3 separate regions of the Mus musculus genome follow, and regions 2 and 3 are each linked to region 1. A link is a contact called in public Hi-C data. All regions are on one chromosome and are shown on one strand. Each heading gives the region's core, a stretch centred on a gene start, on an enhancer-like site or on the middle of the called end of the contact. The rest is flanking DNA. Distances are from core to core; before and after follow the strand shown. Region 1 has its middle 34 kb from the start of E130114P18Rik. Region 2 has its middle 78 kb from the start of 0610025J13Rik. Region 3 has its middle 120 kb from the start of Gm27521.

Region 1 (3,449 bases), core at 490-2,989:
GTGTGGCTTGTATGTAACGAACTACACCATACTGAGATTGTCCACAGTGATTCCTCACAGTGGAACCTTGAGGACAACCGGAAAAGAATAGCCGAGGTGACTACCAGAGTCACCAGTCCTAATACCAAGCTTCACAAAAGAAAGTAAGCGTGTTTCCTTTTTGTTTAAATAAAATAATGAAAACTGTCCCTAAGATCTATATAGCCTCTTATCATTGAAAAGTTCATCTATAGAATTTTCATCAAGGATGATCCAGAACTCATTGTGGGTGGCTTACATTCTTTGTTCTGTTTTCCTTGGACTCCTCCTGTGTGACTTCACTATTTCTATCTAAGAATCATCTCAGTGTTCCCTGCAAAGCTTCCAAGATTCATTCCATTTTAATTTGTACTGACCCTAGGGCCTATTCTTAAACCAAAACTGTGGCCAGAAGATGGAAGAAACTGTTTGGTATAATTCATCCATTTGTCCCACAACTAGAGAGGAACCTGGAAGTGATGGGGCTTTAAGTTAGCTCTGTGTCATTGGGATTGGTGACAGGTGAGAATAAAGGTCCAAAAGCCAGCTGCAAGCATCCACTGACTTGTAGACCATTGATGTCACTATAAAAGAAAACCCAGATACATTCTGGGAAAGATGCTCCGTCATACAAGGATATGATGTTGTATTATGATGTTGTATACACAAGGATAAAGTAGGGTTGTCCCAGCTCTTGTGGTGTACAGGGTCATGTCTGTAAGCATACCTGTGACTCTTTCTTCCTTAAATCATGAATGGATTTCTCCCCCAGCTTCAGTTCTGAGCTGTTGCCTCATCAAAAGGACTGTATCCTCCCTCCTTTTTAAACGGGGAAGTATAAAATAAATCAATGAAGTGCTATCTGAAGGTTAAAATGAAATAGAAAAGAAACCACAGTTTTGCCTTTATAATTTGATGTTTTGGGTAGAAGGAGAAACTGGATAAGAGAGACAAAGGGAAGGTTTTTTTAAAGCAAGATTCTGGCTCCTCTCATAAATAGCTTATTAACTCCCTACTGCTGCCTAAGAAGAAATTTGCCAGTTCAGTCAGATGGTTTGCTATATCTCAGTGTGTCAAAGGGACCCAATTCCTAGTCAGACAAATTTCATCAATGCCAGCCATTTAGCAAGAATCAGGAAAAGTGCTACCTAGATCTCTGGGGACTCCTGAAACTACAACCTGTTGGTAAGATTGTCTGACTTTTCTAATGGAAAAACTGCGATTCCTTCAACTGGAACACAAAGGGCAGAAGCATGCTTTAGAATGAGTTAGTATCCTTCCCCACATCAAATCACAAGGCATAAATTTTACTCCGTTTCACGGCTAAATCAGCAGGTGTCTCAGGAAACTAGACTGATCGTGGCATGACCCAGAGGGATCCTTCTTTTTAAGAGTTCAGCCCTGTGCAAAGGAGATCCAAGTCCTGGAAATGCCCCCTGGCTTCCTATGGAAGCTCAGCCTGAACATTCAGTCTCAGAAAGCTGGTTCCAGCCTCCTCATCCTGTCTGTGAGGTCCAGATCCTGGGCAGATGTCTCTCACCATATGCTGGAGGTGATTTAACAAGGCCAAGTGGGCAGCCTGGCCAGAGGCACTCTGGAGCTCTGGGTTACGCCTAGCAAAAGCGCACTGCTGCCGCCTGCCCGGCTGTCCCAGCCTGGCCGCTCCTTCCTGGAGAAGAGACAGCAGCCGCGATTACAGATGCCAAGCAGCGGAAGATATTTTTAAAGCTGCAGCATCTGGCTCCTTGGCAGCCTTTATCCGCTGGTGGGCTGGGTGTTTTGGAGTCGCCTCTGGGCACTTCGCATGGTTTGGCATCTGATTATTGTCTGGGCCGCCTTTTAGAGCTGAGCTGTGGTTGTGGGGTGGGGGATCCCTGACACCCACTGTTGGTGGTGACCTGGGTCTCCCCTCTCAGTGACATCAGTATGTTTCTGCATCTTTTGCGGTTTTTTTAAACTTCCTTTTTAAAAAGTGATAAAAGAAAGATCATTTCCCCTCTGCCAGAGTGGTTTTGAATGGATAGAGCCAGCAGCTCGCAGCTGCCCAACGGTGCCCACACTGGCCTCTTTCCTACTGACTCAAAACAGGCTTTCTTGGCATTCAAACTTCCCTCAGGCTTCACTGTTCCTCTAATGTCTCCCTGGAGAGGGAGGGGTCTACTTTTTCTTTCTTCCTTCCTTTTTCCTTTTAATCCTGTTTTTGCAAGAGATTCTGAGACTTCCTGCACATGTCTAAATACTCTCTCTCTCTCCCTCCCCCCCTCTCTCTCCCTCCCCCTCCTCTCTCTCCCTCCCCCCCTCTCTCTCTCTCTCACACACACACACATACACACCACCCACAAAGAAGGAAAGAGAAAGAAGGCAGACAGGAAGGAAGAGAGGGAGGGAGGGAAGGAAGGACAGAAGGAGGGAGAGAGAGAAAGGAAGGAAGGAAGGCAGAGAGGGAGGGAAGGAAGGAGGGAAGGAGGGAAGGAGGGAAGGAAGGAAGGAAGGAAGGAAGGGAGGAAGGAAGGAAGGAAGGAAGGAAGGAAGGAAGGAAGGAAGGAAGGAAGGAAGGGCGAGCAAGCGAGCAACACTGAATCATCTGGCAAGTTGTATTAACACATGAAACTCAAGAAGAATGAAGACTGAAGTGTGGACACTTTGCCCCTCCTTAGATTTGGGAACAAAACACCCATGGAAGGAGTTACAGAGACAAAGTTTGGAGCTGAGATAAAAGGATGGACCATGTAGAGACTGCCATATCCAGGGATCCACCCCATAATCAGCATCCAAACGCTGACACCATTGCATACACTAGCAAGATTTTATTGAAAGGACCCAGATGTAGCTGTCTCTTGTGAGACTATGCCGGGGCCTAGCAAACACAGAAGTGGATGCTCACAGTCAGCTAATGGATGGATCATAGGGCTCCCAATGGAGGAGCTAGAGAAAGTAGCCAAGGAGCTAAAGGGATCTGCAACCCTATAGGTGGAACAACATTATGAACTAACCAGTACCCCGGAGCTCTTGACTCTAGCTGCATATATATCAAAAGATGGCCTAGTCGGCCATCACTGGAAAGAGAGGCTCATTGGACTTGCAAACTTTATATGCCCCAGTACAGGGGAACACCAGGGCCAAAAAGGGGGAGTGGGTGGGCAGGGGAGTGGGGGTGGGTGGATATGGGGGACTTTTGGTATAGCATTGGAAATGTAAATGAGTTAAATACCTAATAAAAAATGGAAAAAAAAAGATTTTCTTTTCCTTACAAAGATACATTTTAGAGATAGCCAGCTCCCTAGCCTAGAAACTCAGGCTTGAGGATTTGGCCCTGTTTCAGCACAGCAGTTTGAAGATGACTTCCAGTGACTGTTTCAGACCTGGTGACAAGAAAATTATCTCTGTCAAGCCATGGGCTCCCTTGTTATTGGCCTGGGAAGGCAGCAGTC
Region 2 (3,449 bases), core at 681-3,180, 620 kb after region 1:
GTAGATCTTAACCTATAATGTATACATCATACATGTATGTAAAAAACATATATGTGGTACAGGATAACATATAGGAAGGAAACCTACCAAGGGTGACAGGAGATGAAGAGGAACCAGGAGTCCTTTTAGAGGATAGGAAATGTTTGTTTGTTTGTTTGTTTGTTTGTTCATTTGTTTGATTGTTTATAGTTTTAATTCTGCCATGGCTTGCTCTCTCTCTCTCTCTCTCCTACTTCCCCATAGCTACAAAAAAGAATACAATTGACAATGAAATGTATAATTGCATAACCCTAAGCAAAAGTCCACAGTCTCCAAACAGCCATGCTAACCATGAGGTGTCTAGAATTTGGATTGGGCAAGGGTGTGTTTGAGCGGTGACCTTAGTTTTATTTGTGTGTCCACTAAAAGAGATTTTTATGTTGAAAAGAGATTGAGATTAGAGTCAGTGCCCTACCACCTAGACAGCTAAGGAGAGCGAAGAGAGTCAGTTTTGCCACCCATGCAGCCTTGGTCTTAGGCAGCCTTGAGGCCAAAGAATAAAAATTGTTGAGACCATTTTCATCTTTGCTAAACTCTCTTGAAATATATCAGAGAGATCCCAAATGCCCAGCCAAACCTCTTCAAGTTGTCTTTCACTCCACCTGAGTCCTATAGATCGCCCACATTGTGAATCCCTCCTACTGATTTCCCTCCTCCTCCTCCTCCTCTTCCTCCTCTCCCTCCTCCTCCTCTCCCTCCTCCTCCTCCTCATCTCCCTCCTCCTCTTTTTCCTCCTCCTCTTCTTCCTCCTCCTCTTCTTCCTCCTCCTCCTCTTCCTCCTCCTCCTCTCCCTCTTCCTCCTCATCTCCCTCCTCCTCCTCTTCTTCCTCCTCCTCTTCTTCCTCCTCTTCCTCCTCCTCCTCATCTCCCTCCTCCTCCTCTCCCTCCTCCTCTTCCTCCTCCTCTCCCTCCTCCTCTTCCTCCTCCTCTCCCTCCTCCTCTTCCTCCTCCTCTCCCTCCTCTTCCTCCTCCTCTCCCTCCTCCTCCTCCTCCTCTTCCTCCTCCTCCTCCTTCTCTTCCTCCTCCTCCTCCTCTTCCTCCTCTCCCTCCTCCTCCTCTGCTGTCTGTGGTCTCCCAAACCCTTCATACATAAGCACAACTTTTCATCCCAGCTGCTGCCACTCCCTCCTGACTTTATTCCTCCTGTGGCTGGTAGCTCTCTCTTGCCTCCTGAAGTAAATTTCTTTCACCTTTCTGGCCCCTGTTCCAATCACCACCACTGTATTTTTATATTTGTGGCAGAAATTTAATAGGTGGGATGCAGGGGAATGCTTTGCAGAGGCCAGAATGCCCCAGAGAAAGATTTGTTTCCTTGTGGTCTAAGCAGCAAGTATTTCTAGGCCTGCTGGCTAGGTTTCCTTCCGATAGCTCCCACATTGTAGGCCATCACTCACTCTAAAAAGCATAAAACCCGCATCATCAAAGTTTTGTGGAACTCCATCTTCTCTAACTTACTCAAGTCTTTCCAACTTGTCTGCAGCAAACTAACTATCCCTGCGTCCTGCAAGGTGGCCAGCTACAAGAACTCCATTTATTTTTTTAATGCCATCTTGCCCTTGGTAGTTCCCATAGGGCAAGGGACCTGGTCTGGAAAATGGAATGGATTCACATGTTATTATACTTTGAACATGCATAAATTTCCTAAAGCATTTTTAGTCCTGGAACCATGAGGCAAGTCATGAAACCTATAGCACACACAATTGCGTCCCACCCTGACTCCAGCCGCCATGCAAGGCGGTCACCAGAAAGCCCTCCTTGCAGAACGTTTGCTAAGAATATTGGGGAGAAAAGAGGCCATCATTTTCCCTTTACTTGGACCAGACTCAACTCAGAGCCCATTCTGGCATCCGAAGAGTTAATCTGCTGCCACCTAGTGGCTCTCAGCCAATATGCAGTACAGGTTGACTAGATTGGAGGGGGTGCTTGGATGCAGGGCGGGTCTCTTCCATCTCAGAGGATACTGATGATGGAAGCTTTTTTGAAAATCAATCTGTCTCTGTCTCTTTTTCTCTCTCAATTTCTCTCTCTTTCTCTAGTTTCTGTCTCTGTGTCTCTCTGTCTCCCTCCCCCCCCAAACCCCCCCCCCCCGCCATTCCACCCCTGTCCCTCCCCCCTCTCTGTCTTCCCACCCACCCTCCCCGCCCCCCTTCTCAGAAGCAAATAGAGCCTGTTTCCTGCCGACCTGAAGCGCAGTGATGCAGGCTGGGATCTCTTGCAAGTTTTCCGCTGTGGGGTGCCGCAACAGCTGTGACCCTTTCTTGATTTTGATGTAGACTTCAAGGGCGCCGTCCCCAGCAGGGGAACATTTTTACCTCAGGAGCCTATTCACTTTGGTAGCCTTGGCAGGGAACGTTCCAGAAGCTTTGATTACACAAATACCTCTGCTAGGTACAGGCTCGGTCTTGGCAACCTGGGGAGAGAGAATGTGCACGTAGGCTGATTAAACCAAACGACCTGTTTCCTTTGCTGGGACTGGGGGCTGGGGGTCTTCAGCTTGGAAATGATGTTTTTCCTTAGCTGCGTTGCCTGGAGACTTGGAGGGTTTAATTAGGGCTGGGGAGGTTTTTTTGGCTTCTACAGCTGCCTTCTCTCCCCCAGGGTTGCAGAATGAGAAAGTGTGTGTGTGTGTGTGTGTGTGTGTGTGTGTGTGTGTGTGTGTGTGTGTGTGTGTGGTGAGAGGGGAGGGAGAGAGAGAGACAGAAGGGGGGAGGGGGCAAAGTGTCCGGGAAGTGAAGAGAATCTGGTACTGAAACACATATGTTTCCTTTGGGTTCTGTTGGTTCCACTTAGTAACGTAACCTTCCAAACCACAGTGAGACTTGGTGGATTCTGTGTCACACCCTGGAATCGGGACAACTCACTGGAAGTTGTAACTTTCTTCCTTCCATCTAGGACTGTACTTTGGAAACTTGTCTAAACATTCCCAAGCAAGTACAGGAAGGACTGCCCGGGCCAGTGTCTCCCTGACTGTGAGTTCCAAGGAAGAAGCAGAGAAGCCTAGGTTAGGGGGAAGCAGCCAATTACATAAAACCATAGTTGTAATCCTTGATATCAGTATGCTGTATACTGGCTTGAGGCACTCTCAGCAGAGTTTTCTTGCTTGCTTTCCTGTACCATGTATATGGGTACAGTACTTATTTTTCAATAGTGCTCCAGTTATAAAAGGATGAAATACATAAGTATAACCTCTCACGGCCAAAGCCAGACCTTTTAGCAGTGGTCACGGAAAGATTTGGCTGGTCTATCTCCTGTGTGGAATGCCCACAAACAGACTACAAATGTGTTTGCTGCTTTCTCAGAGCAGCCTGGGCAGACCATGCCTTAGTGGGGAGCTGGTGTTGTCAGAGAGAGTGTTCGCCTCTCAGCCTAGCTGCTGTTTTGCTGTCAGTTTTAGCTGTGCCTTGTCTTAC
Region 3 (3,449 bases), core at 379-2,878, 580 kb before region 1:
TTTATTTTAGAAAAAATTATAAAAGTCAGTGTTTACATAGAAGTCTACTTAATGATGGTCAGGAGTGGACAAAAGTTTGGGGAAGGATACAGGAAAGAAAAGTAGCACGATGTGCCATCTGTCTGAGCTACTTTTCTATGGAATGCACCTCCCCATACCTATGCACCCACTGCCTGTGGGAGCTGAGCCATTCATCATGACCATAAGCTTCTAGGACACCTTGGCCCGTCAGCTTCCTGGTCATGGCAATGTGTTTCACAATGTAGGTATTAAATAATTAATAACCAATAATCATATGGTAACATGTGCTGACAGGTATAGTAATAACCTAAGAAGAATTCACATATGAATGGTGGGTATTAGTTAAGAGAAAGCCACAATATTCTGCTGTCTGTATAATATGATCAGTGTGCACACAAATACTATAAAATGACCTGAAAAAGCCAAAGCCTTACTTTGAAAATAACAAGAGGCTGGGCATGGCTTTCTTCAGTACTGCTGTTTAGATAGAGCCATAGAAATCCATTCTAAAACAATACAATGTTAAACAATCTTGATTAAATAATGTGGCATAGTTACCCCCCTTATTATATATTCTTTATATTTGAAAACCAAGGAAAAATAAAGAAAGGAAGGAAGGAAGGAAGGAAGGAAGGAAGGAAGGAAGGAAGGAAAAGAAAGAAAGAAAGAAAGAAAGAAAGAAAGAAAGAAAGAAAGAAAGAAAATAAGGAAGGAAGGAAGGAAAAAGGAAGGAATGAAGGAAGAAAGGAAGAAAGAAAGAGAGAGAGAGAGAGAAAGAAAGAAAGAAAGAAAGAAAGAAAGAAAGAAAGAAAGAAAGAAAGAAAGAAAGAGAGAAAGAAAGAAAGAAAAATACATCTTCAGGTCCCCACTCTCACATTACTGTGAGCCCTAGCCACAGATAGCACACAAAGTAAAAATCCTCTGTTTTGGCTTCTTTTTTACTGCCTGAAGCTCTTGACACCTATCCATCACTGGCTCTGGCCACTCAGCTTTGATCCATGTGGTCATAAGCTTCTTGGATTCCTTGCTCCTTCAGTCTCATGGTCATACCATATTTTGCATAGGTGGGTATTCAATAATCATTTGGCTAACTGTATTGAAAGGAATGGAGTTTAATGAATAATATTTATATAATTTATATGGGAAAGGGATTTAAACAAAACAAAATAAGGGTATTACCCAGAATACCCAGTCACTTATGGTCTACAATGGTAGTAAGAAGGTAACATTGAAGTTCTTATCTGGGAAAAACTAATGGGCTAAGAAGAATAAAGACATATACATGATGTGCATGCATCATGTACACATAAATATATATGAATAAGATGGATTGCTTGATGAATACAGTTGCACTGAGTCAATTGTATAAGCGCTTTTGCATACGAAAAAAGTAAAATAGTAGGAACAGACTTTCAGTAAAACAAATATGTGTTAGTCCACAGCATATAATTGTTCCATCATGTAATCCAGGCATACTTAATCTGGTTCTTACAAAGTTCTCACATGCTCTCCAACAATAGGGTTTTTTTTTTTCTAGCACAATGAGAAACATGTGATGATCTCACTGTTTTCTGTCTATGATCTCCACATCTCCACCCTGAGCTCCATGCAGCCCAGGCTTTTTTCCTCAGCTGGCAGGCACAAACCCCAGATGCCAGGCTGTAGAGGATATGTATTTGCTGCATCTGGTTTCTTAGCAGATTCGACAAGCCTCTGTGCTGGCAGCTGAAGAAATGCCTTTGGGCTGATCACATGGTGAAAACTCCCAACTGGCTGGAACAATCAGCAACTGTGATTCAGCTGGACACTGGACGGTTGATTTTGCCCATCCTCTGATGTCTTGGATAAGTGATTAGTGGCTTTTGTCTTGAAAAGTATGCTCCCAAATGACAGTCCAGACCAAGAACTAGCCTGTACTCTCACCTCTTATAATCTTATAAGTTGTACACAACTGAATTTTGTTTCCTTCATCAATGAGAATTTTCCCAGAAACATGGACTACAGAATGTCTTTCACATAGGATGCCTGTCACAGCAGCACTTTACATTTGGAAGGAAAATTAAGTCAGTTAGTAAAGCTCCCTAAATTTTCTGATGAAAAAAAAAAAAAGCAGGCTTTGAAAAGGGAGAGGATTTTGATCAGATACATAGAAAGCAGAACAAAGCAAAGCCCACTGGCACGAATGCTGCAAATGAGCACATATAGAATGAAAGATGAAGAGCAGAAAAAAATTGCACCTGAGGATGAAAAACCACAGCCAAGTGGTTTTGTGTATTCTCTGTATCAGGAGAGGCACCCTGTGGACAAGAAGACAAGTAAAACAAATATCCTGTGCAAGTTACACTAATGGGGGCCACCTATTCTCAAGGCCTGAACTCTTACAATATAAAATTCTGTAATTCCACTCAGAATTTATTAATATGTGACAGTTTAAATAAGATAATCCATTCTGTATGCAACAAGATTATGGATTTTAGAAACAAATGTTGAGAGCTTGTCATATTAACACATACCGTGCTTTATAAGGAGTGGTTATCATAACTTAGAAGGTGAAATTGCCAATAAAGCAGGAGTGTAAGAGCAGGGTCACAGAGTGAGTTTTCTGACTGTGTTCCTGGTGGGAATCATGTAATCAGCCAGGGAGGATGTCCTGACACACATAAGTGCATCCACAGCTGCCACAATTGTACCAATTCCCTCAGCTGCAGTGAACAGCCATTTCCAGCAGGGGACATCCACAGCTCAGACAAGAGAATCTTGTCCAGCCCAGAAATGATGAATGGAGATGATCCAGCACTTAGATATGAGCCAAAAACCAGCCAGGACGACACTCATCCCATAGAAACCAAAGTTCTGGAAAGAAGACCTTCCAGAACTCTTGAACTGTGAGCAGCTACGAATGCCAGTAAATCTGAGTTTCTCTTACTTTATTTACAAGCTGAGGCTGGACAAAGACATTGAACCTTGCTAAAGGAGTGGGAATGGGGGTATGACACATTCTCTTGAGCCTGTGACAGATCAAGGTAACCAGGTGCCAGAGACTCACAGTTATGGCACAGCCATGCTGGCAAGACTGTGTGGCTTGGAATTTTCTTTGGCTGCTATCTGGATCCCAGGCTTTGTTTATTATCTGCTCAGGAGCCAGAAAGAAGATGGCTACACATTAGATTTGTCCTTATGACAGTAGTAGGCTACCACATATCTAATAACCATCTCTGGGGGGGGGTGTACATGTGGTTACATAACTAGATTTATATTTTACTCTGATATGTAGATTCAATTTACCCACCCTGTGAAGTAGGCAAGTTTATGGTATAATTCTCACACTTCAGTCATTTTTGCTAAATTCTTGTCATTCTGACCAACTTAGTGCTGCAACTCAAGCCTAATGTGACATAATCAGTGTATGTGTTTGCTTCCTATCGGGA

Evidence for each region. A called contact is a pair of places that touch in the nucleus more often than the background predicts.
Region 2: a contact with region 1 is called in a Hi-C map of cerebral cortex, with 1.7 times the contacts expected there. The contact joins two enhancer-like sites. A contact is called at or near these places in 2 of 484 Hi-C or Micro-C datasets (bone marrow-derived macrophages and cerebral cortex) and 1 of 9 other capture datasets (embryonic tail).
Region 3: a Hi-C map of muscle stem cells shows a contact between it and region 1, with 5 times the contacts expected there. The contact joins two enhancer-like sites. A contact is called at or near these places in 6 of 484 Hi-C or Micro-C datasets (cerebellum, forebrain, muscle stem cells and 2 more) and 2 of 115 datasets of contacts at active chromatin or transcription factors (neural progenitor cells and stem cell-derived neural progenitor cells).

Annotation. Positions count from the first base shown.
Region 1 is chr4:97,617,107-97,620,555 of GRCm38.p6, forward strand. It overlaps a transcript of Nfia not described here. Among named protein-coding and RNA genes, the nearest start is that of E130114P18Rik, 34 kb to the left of the region's middle. Within about 2 kb of position 1,740, at least 90 of the 459 cell types and tissues checked have an H3K27ac peak or open chromatin away from gene starts, as enhancers often do. A contact at or near this core is called in cerebral cortex, muscle stem cells, neural progenitor cells and 1 more, where this site is marked.
Region 2 is chr4:98,241,796-98,245,244 of GRCm38.p6, forward strand. It overlaps the pseudogene Gm12691. Among named protein-coding and RNA genes, the nearest start is that of 0610025J13Rik, 78 kb to the right of the region's middle. Within about 2 kb of position 1,931, at least 84 of the 459 cell types and tissues checked have an H3K27ac peak or open chromatin away from gene starts, as enhancers often do. A contact at or near this core is called in cerebral cortex, where this site is marked.
Region 3 is chr4:97,035,098-97,038,546 of GRCm38.p6, forward strand. No RefSeq gene overlaps it. Among named protein-coding and RNA genes, the nearest start is that of Gm27521, 120 kb to the left of the region's middle. Within about 2 kb of position 1,629, at least 11 of the 459 cell types and tissues checked have an H3K27ac peak or open chromatin away from gene starts, as enhancers often do. A contact at or near this core is called in muscle stem cells, neural progenitor cells and stem cell-derived neural progenitor cells, where this site is marked.